Linked DNA regions of Pan troglodytes: region 1 is linked to region 2. Evidence: chromatin contacts called from public Hi-C data. All regions are on one chromosome and are shown on one strand. Each heading gives the region's core, a stretch centred on a gene start, on an enhancer-like site or on the middle of the called end of the contact. The rest is flanking DNA. Distances are from core to core; before and after follow the strand shown. Region 1 holds the start of CCND1 (cyclin D1). Region 2 overlaps TPCN2 (two pore segment channel 2).

Evidence for each region. Hi-C and Micro-C count contacts between places; a contact is called where the count stands out from the background.
Region 1: a Hi-C map of stem cell-derived neural progenitor cells shows a contact between it and region 2, with 9 times the contacts expected there. The contact joins the promoter of CCND1 here to the enhancer-like site in region 2. A contact is called at or near these places in 3 of 7 Hi-C or Micro-C datasets (induced pluripotent stem cells, a lymphoblastoid cell line and stem cell-derived neural progenitor cells) and 1 of 1 datasets of contacts at active chromatin or transcription factors (stem cell-derived excitatory neurons).

The regions. Positions count from the first base shown.
Region 1 is chr9:71,695,375-71,699,135 of NHGRI_mPanTro3-v2.0_pri, forward strand. CCND1 (cyclin D1) reads left to right here and starts at 2,313. Exons shown (of 5, transcript XM_016921434.3): 1 at 2,313-2,703. The coding sequence starts at 2,506.
Region 2 is chr9:71,148,852-71,152,632 of NHGRI_mPanTro3-v2.0_pri, forward strand. The region is part of intron 19 of TPCN2 (two pore segment channel 2); the gene reads left to right. Among named protein-coding and RNA genes, the nearest start is that of TPCN2, 51 kb to the left of the region's middle. Within about 2 kb of position 2,385, at least 2 of the 24 cell types and tissues checked have an H3K27ac peak or open chromatin away from gene starts, as enhancers often do. A contact at or near this core is called in stem cell-derived neural progenitor cells, where this site is marked.

The sequences.
Region 1 (3,761 bases), core at 1,063-3,562, 550 kb after region 2:
TTTAAAGTTGCTTTTCTCTTTGGAAAAAATAAAATCAAAATGCTTTCTCTGCGCTTCTTGAAGCAATGACCCTCAAAAGCCCAGAGGTATTGGCCCCCTCGGGGGACCCGGGGGCCGCCAAGCAGGGTTCCCCCAGGTGGGGGCTGGGCAGCTGGCGCTCCCCGCCGGGGCCCAAATTCCAGCGCCTCCCCCGCGGGTTCCTGGACGGCTCTTTACGCTCGCTAACCGGGCTTGCAATTTTGCGCTCGTCCCTGAGCCGGGAAATCAACGAAGTTCCTAGTCGAGATCTGCCGGGTCCGCCTAGTAACAGCGCCGCGCCCCCATTGGCTCATGCTAATTCCAGTTTCCTCGGTCTTGCGCCCGGGATGGGGGGGTGAAGCTCCCTCCTGGACCCAGAGCCGGTTTTGCCGGAGTGGGCGAGCCTCTTTATGCCCTGCTGCCCCTAGCCGACTTCGGCCCGCTTCGCGCCTCGGGCTGGGCCAGGGCGCACGCGGGGCTCGGGGCCCCTCGCCCCCCCGGATGGGAGAGGCCGGGTGATAGCTCCGGGCCCCATAAATCATCCAGGCGGCCGCCGGGTCGGGATTTTATGAATGAAAAAGCAGCTGGGCCGCCCTGGTGCGCGGGCTGATGCTCTGAGGCTTGGCTATGCGGGGGCCAACGCGATTGTGGGTGCTCGGGGAGTGGGGGGGGCACGACCGTAGGTGCTCCCTGCTGGGGCAACCCATCGCTCCCCATGCGGAATCCGGGGGTAATTACCCCCCAGGACCCGGAATATTAGTAATCCTAATTCCCGGCGGGGGAGGGGGCGCGGGAGGAATTCACCCTGAAAGGTGGTGGGGGGGGGGGGGGGGTTCGCATCTTGCTGTGAGCACCCTGGCGAAGGGGAGAGGGCTTTTTCTATCCGTTTTCTTTGAGCTTTTACTGTTAAGAGGGTACGGTGGTTTGATGACACTGAACTATATTCAAAAGGAAGTAAATGAACAGTTCTCTTAATTTGGGGCAGGTACTGTAAAAATAAAAACAAAAGTTAAGACAGTAAAATGTCCTTTTATTTTTTAACGCACCAAAGAGACAGAACCTGTAATTTTAAAAACTGTGTATTTTAATTTACATCTGCTTAAGTTTGCGATAATATTGGGGACCCTCTCATGTAACCACGAACACCTATCGATTTTGCTAAAAATCAGATCAGTACACTCGTTTAATTGATAATTGTTCTGAATTATGCCGGCTCCTGCCAGCCCCCTCACACTCACGAATTCAGTCCCAGGGCAAATTCTAAAGGTGAAGGGACGTCTACACCCCCAACAAAACCAATTAGGAACCTTCCGGTGGTCTTGTCCCAGGCAGAGGGGACTAATATTTCCAGCAATTTAATTTCTTTTTTAATTAAAAAAAAATGAGTCAGAATGGAGATCACTGTTTCTCAGCTTTCCATTCAGAGGTGTGTTTCTACCGGTTAAATTGCCGGCACGGGAAGGGAGGGGGTGCAGTTGGGGACCCCCGCAAGGACCGACTGGTCAAGGTAGGAAGGCAGCCCGAAGAGTCTCCAGGCTAGAAGGACAAGATGAAGGAAATGCTGGCCACCATCTTGGGCTGCTGCTGGAATTTTTGGGCATTTATTTTATTTTTTGAGCGAGCGCACGCTAAGCTGAAATCCCTTTAACTTTTAGGGTTACCCCCTTGGGCATTTGCAACGACGCCCCTGTGCGCCGGAATGAAACTTGCACAGGGGTTGTGTGCCCGGTCCTCCCCGTCCCTGCATGCTAAATTAGTTCTTGCAATTTACACGTGTTAATGAAAATGAAAGAAGATGCAGTCGCTGAGATTCTTTGGCCGTCTGTCCGCCCGTGGGTGCCCTCGTGGCGTTCTTGGAAATGCGCCCATTCTGCCGGCTTGGATATGGGGTGTCGCCGCGCCCCAGTCACCCCTTCTCGTGGTCTCCCCAGGCTGCGTGTGGCCTGCCGGCCTTCCTAGTTGTCCCCTACTGCAGAGCCACCTCCACCTCACCCCCTAAATCCCGGGGGACCCACTCGAGGCGGACGGGGCCCCCTGCACCCCTCTTCCCTGGCGGGGAGAAAGGCTGCAGCGGGGCGATTTGCATTTCTATGAAAACCGGACTACAGGGGCAACTCCGCCGCAGGGCAGGCGCGGCGCCTCAGGGATGGCTTTTGGGCTCTGCCCCTCGCTGCTCCCGGCGTTTGGCGCCCGCGCCCCCTCCCCCTGCGCCCGCCCCCGCCCCCCTCCCGCTCCCATTCTCTGCCCGGCTTTGATCTCTGCTTAACAACAGTAACGTCACACGGACTACAGGGGAGTTTTGTTGAAGTTGCAAAGTCCTGGAGCCTCCAGAGGGCTGTCGGCGCAGTAGCAGCGAGCAGCAGAGTCCGCACGCTCCGGCGAGGGGCAGAAGAGCGCAAGGGAGCGCGGGGCAGCAGAAGCGAGAGCCGAGCGCGGACCCAGCCAGGACCCACAGCCCTCCCCAGCTGCCCAGGAAGAGCCCCAGCCATGGAACACCAGCTCCTGTGCTGCGAAGTGGAAACCATCCGCCGCGCGTACCCCGATGCCAACCTCCTCAACGACCGGGTGCTGCGGGCCATGCTGAAGGCGGAGGAGACCTGCGCGCCCTCGGTGTCCTACTTCAAATGTGTGCAGAAGGAGGTCCTGCCGTCCATGCGGAAGATCGTCGCCACCTGGATGCTGGAGGTGCGGGGCTTCGGGCGGCTCTCTTAAGACTTCCCTGCAACTTGTTGCCCAGACCCACGTTTCTTTGCTACTCACCCCCCTCCCTTCTCTCCCGCTAGAACTTTGAAGTTTGCCGTGGTGTTGCTAGGGATCCGTATTTTCAAAATAAAAATTGTGGGTATTTTCTGAAGGAGGAAGGGGTGGGGGTGGGGGTGCTAGAAGTTGCGTTTCGTGGGAGGGGAGAAGGGGGTCGGGGAGGGGTGCCTTCGGGAGAAGCCAGTGCCAGGGGCACCCCAATGGGCCCGAGGGTGCGGGCTGGCAGGCTGGGTGCGCTTTGTGTCCCCCGCCTGCGCCCCAGCCCGGCTGCGCCTCAGCGGCCGGGAGCCGCCAACTCCGGGGGGAGGGGGCATAGATTTGATTTTTAAATTAATATCCATGGACACGTATGCAAAGGCCGCTCGTGCCAGTATTATGCGCCATCTTTGCTCTTTTATTGCAAAGCAAAAGTGTTTATTAATAATTGGGGGCAGGGTGGGGGCGGGGAGCGGCCGCCGGGCGCTGGGGCCGCAGCTAGGGGCCGCGCGGCTGCCGGGAGCCCGCGGGAGGGGCGCAGGGACGCGGCATGGGTAGTTTTGGGGGGACCCCGCTAGGGAAGGGGGGGCCTTTGTTCAAGCAGCGAGTCCCGGGGCGCCCCGAACGGGCAGCCTGGGCCGGAGAGCACGGCGAGCTGCAAGGTCGCGTGGCCCCCAAGACGCCAGGGCTTGATCCCCGTCTGCAGGGATATCGGCTTGGAGGACCTTCTCCGAGCGAGCCGGGGGCCTGGGAGCACATTTTCAGACCTTCGGTGGGCGCCTGAGGGGCCCGCAAGTATTTTTAAATAATTTTTGAAAGTGCGGCGTGGTGCCCTTGCGAGAGGGAAACGCCGCCCGCGCCCAGGGGGAAGGGGGGGCCCCGGAGTTTGAATTCCTGGGGCTCCCCCTGGAGCCTGTAACGAACTCCCAACCCCCGGCCTGGGTAAAGGGTCGCCCGAGGGTCATTTTCAGGGTTTTTTTATGCACTTAGTTATTTTTTTAATATTT
Region 2 (3,781 bases), core at 1,135-3,634:
TGGCGCTGAGCAGGAAGGACGCGTGGAGATGCCGGCTGTGGCGGCCGTGTGATTTGAAGGCACCTGTGACTTCTGCTCCTGATGGGGCAGAGGCCTCATGAACACGACTATGGTCTGTGACATGCTCACATTGGAGGGAGTGCCAGGAAGTTCCCAGGCCCGGGACGGCCACGCCTTCTGTTGGTCCATGCAGGGCTCCTGCCTGTCTTTTATGAGTGTAGTAGCTTAGCTCTGATTTTAAGCTCAGCTGTACCTCAGCTCCGGTGTAGTTTAGTGGCTTAGCCGTGGCAGGGAGGGGATGGGGTCGGCCCAGCCCCCTCCCCAGGAGGGCTTTCCTGATCTCCCCCATCAGAACAACCCCCTCTCAGCTCCTACCACCTGTTCTGTCTGTCCCAACATTGACCTCTCCCTCCTGTCTCACAGCTGGCTGTGGGCCTGTGAGTGCTCCTGGATGGAATGTCCCAGACGCCGTCGGTCCCAATAAATGAGCCCGTAGCATGGCACCCGATCCACCCAAAACTGAGACTCTCCAATACATATGGAAAGCGGGGTGGTGGGGTAGCTTTCCAGCATTGTTCCAGTGGTTCCCAAACATTTGTGTCCATTGGGATTCCTGGAGAGCTCATGGAACAGGCTGCCGGGCCCCATACCAGGGTTCCAATTTGTCAGGCCTGGGAGGGACCTGGGAATTCCGCTCCTGACCAGCTCCCTGGTGTTGCTGATGCTGCCGGCCGGGGGTCACACAATGAGAACCACCTCCCAGCATTAGCATCACTGTAGTGGGCTGAGCGGGGATCCCCCAAAGTATGACCAGGTCCTAACCCCTGGCACCTCAAATGCGACCTTATTTGGGTAATAGGGTTTTTGCAGGTGTAATTAGGTTAAACACGTTGAGGCGAGGCCATGCGGGATTTAGGGTCGCCCTGAATAGAATGGCTGGTGCCTTATAAGAATAGAGAAGGCAGAGACCACAGAAAAGACCACGTGAAGACAGAGGGCAGAGACTGGAGTGATGCGGCCACAATCCAGGGAATGCTGGGAGCCCTCCGCGGCTGGAAGAGGCAGGAAGGACCCTCCTTTAGAGCCCCCGGTGGGAGCACAGCCCTGCCAATGCCCTGATTTCTGACCCCCGGAACTGTGGGAGAAGAAACCTCTGCTGTTCTGAGCTCCGGGTCGGTGGTGATTTGTTGTGGCAGACAGAGGAGACCAGTGCAGCCCCCGAATTGTGCTCATTAGCAGCCACTTCTGGGTGCCGAGCTCCGCAAGACCTCACATTGCGACCTCCAGGCAGCCAAGGCCACATGGGGCAAGTGCAACGATTTTATGCTTCTGCGCCCTGCTGTTTCTCCATGCAGCGGCCCAGGGGTGCTTCTGGAACACATCTAGGCCTGAGCCCCTGGGTTCCAGGAGCCTGTGGAGAGCTTGCAGCCTGGGGCTGTCCCCAGGGCCCCTCTCTCTCAGTTTTGTTTGGAGCGGTGGCCTCGAATGCTGCCCGAGCCTGGGCTGGGGGTACCAGCTGGGCAGAGGGATGCCCTGTGACCTCTCAGGGGGCTGCGGCATCTGGGGACAACCTGCCCTGGGCCCAGGGTTGGGGGGTCAATGGGACAGGCATGGCGGGGTGGTGCTGGTGCAAAGCTGCCTGCCCAAGTGGGGAGTGCTCCAGCCGCATGGGGCATCAGTCACCTTGGGTATTTCTCCAGGAGCAGGCAGTCTGGGAGACCTCAGAGGAGGCCTGCTGGCTGGTCCACTGGTTTGTCAATCACTGGCAGGGCAGAGAGTGATGAGCTGGGCTTGGAGGGGACACAGTCTTGGATATGAGCCCAGCTCTGTGGGCACGGGCACTGTGGCCCCTTTTCCACTGGCCTCAGGTTCCTGGTGTGTGAGATGAGGTGGAAGTGAGTGGGAGGGGCTCCTGGCAGGGCTGCGAGCCTCCTACCTCTCGGTCCCACATCGGTGCTGGGTCCCAATGCCCACCTTGTCTCAGGGGTGACGTTATCACCTTTTGAAGAAGCCCCAGATGGTGTTGAATAGCGATCGCCACCCCCCAGTGTGCACCAGGGAAGGAGCATCGTAGACCTAGCAGATGAGGGCAGGCATGACTGAGCCCGTCCCAGCTGGGCCTGGGGACCAGAGGCTTGTAACCTACAAGATGCCCTCAGAGCATAATTTGCATACAGGTGAGGGCCTGCGACAGAGGCCCTGCATGTCCAGAGGCAGGGCCAGGTAGAGTAGGTAGGCTAGACACACCTGGAGATGCTGCCCTGGGCACACGCAGTTCCTGGGTAGGCCAGCGGAGGGCAGCAGAGCCTAGCAGCAGGCGACCCAGTGCCCAGGCCCTGGTACCCTCCTTGTCCTGCTCAGCACCAGGCCCGGGAAGGCAGGGGGAGTCCCCTCCTGGCAGGAGCTCCTCCTCCTCCTGGCAGCCTTCCTGGGCCTGTGCTGGGAACCTTACAACCCTTGCCTAAGGGACCCTAGGGGAATCTGTGTGGTGGCAGTGACAACCAACACTTGTTAGATTCTAGCCAGGAGGGAGGGTAGCTTGCTCTTAGTGGGGAGAGGGTGTGATGAGGTGGGCTGCTGGCTCCCACCACCAGGCCAGCCGGCCACCTGGAGTGCAGGGCACTGATGGGGCCCTCTCTGGCTGTGGGGTTCCCACTGGGTGGGGCTGGAGCAGCCCCTGGGTCTGTCTACCTGCCAGTCACTGTGGGGACACTCAGACTCCCTTCTCCCCGGGTGGGCCACGTCAGTGCCCCCAGGCATGTGAGGTGCTGAAAAGACCCTGCGCTTCTGTGGGTATGCGACTCATTCCACCTCATTTCCCCAGAAATCCGGGTCTCCAGGAGGCTCTTGCAGTCACCCCTTGCCGGTGCGTGCGCTTAGGGAAAGGCCATTTTCAGGCTTCACTGGGGCAAAGGAAAGAGGCTCTGTGCCTGGGGATGCAGTGGGCCACTGGTGAGGGGGGTCACGCTTTGCAGACAGGGCCAAAGTCCCAGAAGGGGAAATAGGTTGGGAGCTATCAGAGGCCGAGTTGGACAGCTCCGCCTTTCCCCCCGCACTGCACAGCCCCTTCTCCTGGAAGTGGACAGGGCAGGGAGGACTGAGAGGGGAAACTGAGGCCCAGACATCCCAGGCAATTTCTGAGGTCACCCCAATGTCTGTTCCTTGAGTGCAGCAGTGGCTTGGGCCCCGGGTGCCCTGCCTGTCCATCAGCTCTGCCCACGCCCCCTCCCTGATTTTTCTCCTTGGCAAAGCCCACCCAGCCTCTGGCACAGCCCTGGAAAAATGGTCAAGGAAAACTCTGGATGCTGGGCCAGCATCACAGCAGAGCCTGGGGGACCCTGGACCTCCGTCGGTGGCTGCAGCGGGAACACTGTGTGGAAGTGTGCTGTGCATACTCATGCATCCTCACTTCTGACTTAACAGAGGAGGGAGCTGGGGCTCAGAACATCCTGGAACACGCCCACCCCTGAGCACACCTGGGCTGGCTGCCTCCAGAAACCAGGGTGGTGTTGGCCACTCTGATAGGCAAAAGGGATTGCATTTGTTTTGGGGACTGTCTGAGGTTAGAAGTCACCCAGTGAAGACAGGAGAACACAGGTGGGGGATATTGTCTCAGTCTGAGTGCCCAAAGGTGGCGGTATTAGCTCAGCCGTGGGGACAGGCAGTGCACAGCCTGTGCTCTGGCCAGGAGGAAGGGGTGCATCAGGGGCTCTGTGGCTGGAGGCAAGGAGACCTCTCAGTAGAGCTGGGAAGGAGGAGTGGGGGCCCTGCTCCCGTGAGA